Regions from separate parts of the Pelodiscus sinensis genome. Here region 2 is linked to region 1. A link is a contact called in public Hi-C data. All regions are on one chromosome and are shown on one strand. The core of a region is the stretch at or near the end of the contact, and the rest is flanking DNA. Distances in the headings are between cores, read along the strand shown. Region 1 holds the start of ABL1 (ABL proto-oncogene 1, non-receptor tyrosine kinase). Region 2 holds the start of QRFP (pyroglutamylated RFamide peptide).

Evidence for each region. A called contact is a pair of places that touch in the nucleus more often than the background predicts.
Region 2: a contact with region 1 is called in a Hi-C map of liver, with 5 times the contacts expected there. The contact joins the promoter of QRFP here to the promoter of ABL1 in region 1. A contact is called at or near these places in 4 of 5 Hi-C or Micro-C datasets (blood, liver and an unstated tissue).

What each region holds. Positions count from the first base shown.
Region 1 is chr22:13,788,456-13,791,006 of ASM4963464v1, reverse strand. It overlaps ABL1 (ABL proto-oncogene 1, non-receptor tyrosine kinase), which reads right to left and starts at 1,264. Exons shown (of 11, transcript XM_006128365.4): 1 at 1-1,264.
Region 2 is chr22:13,960,014-13,962,564 of ASM4963464v1, reverse strand. It overlaps QRFP (pyroglutamylated RFamide peptide), which reads left to right and starts at 1,281. Exons shown (of 1, transcript XM_075905863.1): 1 at 1,281-1,700. The coding sequence starts at 1,281. The coding sequence ends at 1,700.

The DNA of each region.
Region 1 (2,551 bases), core at 15-2,514:
ATAGGGCCACCCAGGGCAGGAAATAGTCATTCCCATTGCAATCAGTGTCAGGATTTCTTTTTTTCCTTTTCTTTTGCATAGCACTTAGTTAATAAAGGCCAAAAAGCCAGTGATTTGGCTTCAAGTATTATTAAAGTGAGAGAGAATCAACTGTGTCAAAGTCATTTTAGATTTCCAATTAAACAGTTCAAAGTCTTTGAGGATCCATAATGACCTTTGAGTAAGGGGGATATTTCAGAGGAACTTGCAATCATTGAAGACCAATAGGTTTGCCTTCTCTGATAAGTTTTCTGCTACCTCTCCAATGCTCTGAACAAAGTGAATGGGCACTTCGGGATCATTTTGGAGCAGAAACAATAACAATCATTGTGACAATACAAGTAATGAACTACCCATCTGCACCAGCTTGCTGCTTATAAGGCAGAGAAGCCAACCCGGGCTTGTTCCTAATTGTTCATGAAAATACAAATGCCATTCTACTTGGTCCAGTCGATGCTGGTGGCAGGAAAGAGGCGCTAGTCCAGTGATGCTCTCCAGGAGGAAGGTTTCTGCACAGCAGCCAGAAAAGGTCAAGTTGGGGTGACGGGGCTGGCTTCATCCCAACTGGGAGCCTAGCACTGCAAAAGGCCTACTTGGTGAATTATGTAGTACGGCTCTGGCTCCTAAGGCTTGGCAAGAGAGTCTGAGGCCAAGAACCCTAATCCCCACAGGCCCTGAATGGCCCCCAAGGGCCAAGGATTCCAATAGGACAAGGGACAGAAACCCCGGAGGGGGTGTCGAACCCCAGTCTGGGGTGGAGGAGAAGGAGCAAAAGGAGACAAAGGGGATGAAGCTCGCTCTGGTGGGGGGGAGGGACGATCCAACACCCCCGGTGAGGGAAGAGGACACACAGCGGGGGGGGGGGGGGAGTGTTAAGGCCTACTCCGAGGAGGGGGAAAGTCCCGTGGGCGGGGGCGGGGAAGGGATTAAGCCCCGGTCGGGGGGGCCCCAGCGGGGCAGGGAACAAGCCCGCCAGGGAAGCGGGGCCACTGACGGGTCAGGCGGGTGACGGGGGCGATTCCCCCCACCCCGGGGGGCGGCTGCGAGTCCCCGGCTCCCCCCGGCCGGTCACATCCCCGGCCGGCCGCCGCCTCCTGCCGGCTTGTCGCCGCGGGGCTCTCACCGGCACCGGGCGGGGCGAGGGGGTCCGCTCCCGGCGCGCTCAGGGCGAGAGGAGCCCGCGGCACACGGCGGCCATGACAGGAACCTGCTAGCGCCCGAGCGAGGCTGCGAGGGGCGGGGCACGCAGCGGGCGGGGGCGGGGCTTGGAGGGGGCGGGGCGAGGGAATAGGGGGAGAGGAGAGGGGGAAAAGGAAGGGGGTAATAAAGGGGAGACAGAGGGGGGAGGAGGAGAAAGGGGGGAAGGAAGGAGGGAAATGGGGTAGAGGGGGAAGGAGGAGAAAGGGGGGAAGGAAGGAGGGAAATGGGGTAGGGGGGAAGGAGGAGAAAGGGGGGAAGGAAGGAGGGAAATGGGGTAGAGGGGGAAGGAGGAAAAAGGGGGAAGGAAGGAGGGAAATGGGGTAGAGAGGAAGGAAGGAGGAGAAAGGGGGGAAGGAAGGAGGGAAATGGGGTAGAGGGGGAAGGAGGAAATAAAGGGGACACCAAGGGGGAAGGGGAGGGATCAGAGGAAGGAAAGGGGGCCTGGCAGACATGTTGATGCACTGCACAGTATCAGGCCCACCAAGCAGGATTGCCCACCATAGCCCTAATTACACCACCTCAAAGGGGTGGCCATGTTAGTCTGTAACTTTAAAAACAACCAGTGGTCCTGTAGCACCTTAGGCTACATCTAGACTGCTGCTTTTTTTCGGAAAAAGGTACACAAATTGCGCACTGCAACTTGCGTACCTTTTTCCGATTGATTTTTCGGAAGAGGCTTTTTCAAAATTAGGTCCATCTACACGGGGTCAAATTTTGGAAAACCTCCTCTTCTGGAAGAGCCCTTATTCCTCATAAAATGTGGAATACAGGGCTTCCGAAAGAGTGTGTCTGCTCTTCCAAAAAAAATGTCGGAAGAGCAGACGTGTTCCCTGGATGTGGTGGTATCCCAGAAAAACTCCGTAGTCTAGACATAGCCTTAGAGACTATCAAAACTATATAAAACCTTGAGCTTCTGTGAGTAAAACACAAGCAGTCCCGATGGTTTGTTGTTCAGGTCACGTGTTCTCGCTCTGTGCTCTCTGTCCTGGCAACATCATGCATTTAGGAGACACACCCTCCCTCAGGTTGCTTCCCGGGTTGGATCTCTCACCTGACCCATCTTACACACCCTTTCCAAGGACTTGTCTACCTAGGGAAAATGACCAAAATAACTAGTCCGCTTTGAAAGTAGATTAAGCTAAATCAGGAAAGGCACACTTTTATATCAAGAAAAAGAGTGCCCCTATAGAGAGTTATTCCAGAATAGCTATCATGCTTTAAATTCACCCTCTACTTCATTTCAGGACAACTTCCCTGTGTAGACAAGCCATAAACTTCACCTTGCATTTGGTTACAACTGGCTATACAATAC
Region 2 (2,551 bases), core at 32-2,531, 170 kb before region 1:
TTCCCACTGGCTGCCGGTACCGGCAGACATGGGAGTTCAGCGTCTGTGGCACGGACCCACCCGCAAAGGAGATGGGCTGTTCATGTGCCACGGGGCCCCAGCCAGCTGCAGCTTCCTCACCTGGCTTGGGGTGCAGGGAGTCGAACTGCCAAGGCCAACCCGGCCCTCTTTTACAGAGAGGGAAACTGAGGCACAGAGCAAACCTGTGACTGGCCCAGGGTCACACAGTGGAAGAGCTAAGAATGCAATCTCAGTCCCTCCCCAGTTCCCTGCATTGATCATTAGACCAGGCTGCCTCCATGTCAGCAGGCGGCTTCCGAGCCTCACAAAGCGACAACAGACATCTTTAGCAAACGCCATTCGCCGGCGCGCTGCAGGCCTGAGCCCTTTGCTGGGAAACCAGGGGGTGCACTTGAGCTTCCGTGCAGGGCCCCTGAGAGGCGACGCAGCTGGAGAGCCCAGGGCTGAAATAAAAGGCTGCTGGCCAAGTCAAGCTGCGCCCGGGCAGAGCCGAGCTCTCCCCGTGCTGCAAACCAGGCCCGTGCAGCAGGACTCGCATTGCCACACACCGGCTGTGTCTACACAGACCTGCCCCAGCCCAGCCCAGCCGCAGTGATTTGGAGCCCCCGGCTCAGGGGCTGCTAGGCGGGTCTGGCTCCCAGCTGCAGCGTGGTCAATCCGAGAGAAGCCAAAGCACCTGGAGCAGCGACGGGCAACCCAGGCTAGGGATGGGCCCCACGAGCGGCCCTTCCCCCTCGCAGCCAAGACGGGCTCCTGGGATTGGGCAGTTTTGCTGACGGCCACTGCAACGCTGCATGTGGGCAACGGCAACCTGATGTCTCGTGGGCCTCACGGAGCCCCGGGGGGATCACGTGGCCCTTGGGCTGCAGGCAGCCCACCGCTGACCGGAAGGAACACGAGTGTAGCAGAGAAGGGCACCAGCTCCCACATCCGACCCCAGAGGCCCTCGCCAAGGGGCTTGGTGGGGAACTTGCAGCACCAGTCATGTTCTGCAATGGGTCATTGCAAATGGGTCGTGCCAGGTGCCACGGGCAGGTGTCTCGGCTCAGACACAGCAGGCCCGGCTGCTTTGGAGAAGGTAGGGCACCTCCCCCCTGCTGCCGTCCTGCACCGAGGAGGGCCTGGCTGGCTGAGGGTGGGTTTCCTCTGCACTGGCAGCCTCATTACGCTGCGGCAGCTGTCAGAGGCGGTACCGAGATCCAGGGAGAGCCCCATTAACAGACACGCCTCCGTGACTCTCTTCCGTTCCCACCACGCAGATGAAAGCGCGTTACTCCTTCTCCTGCCTCCTCCTCCTGAGCTTGGGTGCCTGCTTCCCTCCTGACAACAGACCAGAGAGGGGAGAGCCAGGGGAACCGCTCTGGCTGGAGACCAGCTGGCGGGGCACTGCAGACGACACCTCTCAGGCCAGCCTGTGGAAGGAAGGGCTGAGGCGGAGGAGCTCTGAAGACCTCCGCTCCCTGTTCAGCGTGGCCAAGGAGCTCCAGGGCTTTGGCAAGGAGAGGGCCGGCTTCAGGTTCCGGTTCGGGAGGCAGGAGGAGAGCCGGGAAGGCGAAGAGGTCGGTTTCCTGTGGGGGGACGGCGAGAAGCGCAGCGGCACCCTGGGGAACCTGGCGGAGGAGCTCAACGGCTACAACAGGAAGAAAGGGGGATTCAGCTTCCGCTTTGGCAGAAGATGAAAGACTGAACTTCAGTCACCTCCTGGGGATCTTACCCTTTACTCTGCCCTTCCCAACTCCCGCCACAGAAGTGCTCCAGGTCTCACCCTTTTCTACCCTGCCAGCTAGTTTCCCTCGGAGAAGAGGGCTGGGGGAGGATGCTGTTCTTCGCTCCCATGCGCTCCCCATCACTTTCACTTCTGACACAGATTGCACATCCCTACCTGACTGTCCTTGTCCCTGCCAGGCCCGCCTCTGATTGGGGTCGCATGGAGAGGAGGGGGGAGGATGGGATGGCAGGTGGGTGTTTATAAAAGATGGATGTAACCCGTCTGCAAATAGCACTGTCTTTTCAAAATGCTGCTTTTGCCGAACTCACTAAAAGCAGCCCTGCCCCTCCCCCAAGCGCCGGCTGTCCCTGATTGTTCTGTGCGGCCGCCCGCTCGGGTGTCAGCGCGCCGAGAGGGGGGCGATGCCGTGAATAAGAATAGGCCGGGCCGGCACCACCATACGAGGAAGTGGAAGGTGAAGAGACTGAATGATTATAGGGGGATAATCAAAGTGTCGACAGTCTCCATAGGGACTGCCTGGAGCTGACATCCAGACTATGGCTGTGAATGAAGAACAGGTTCCCTCGGGCACCATGGGCCGTTCTAAAAGTTCCTGCTCGCTTGCTCATTAACACACACGCCCACGCCGACCGGCAGCAAACTCCGCTGTCTCAAAATGCCATTTACAGCAGGAGGGCTCCTGTGCACACCGGGGCCAGGCACCCAGGGGTCATCCTTTGGACTCCCCCAGAGCGGCCATGCCGACCAGCCAGAGGAGGGGCCAGAGCGTTGCTGGCTCCCAGATCTGATTCGGGCAGCTTT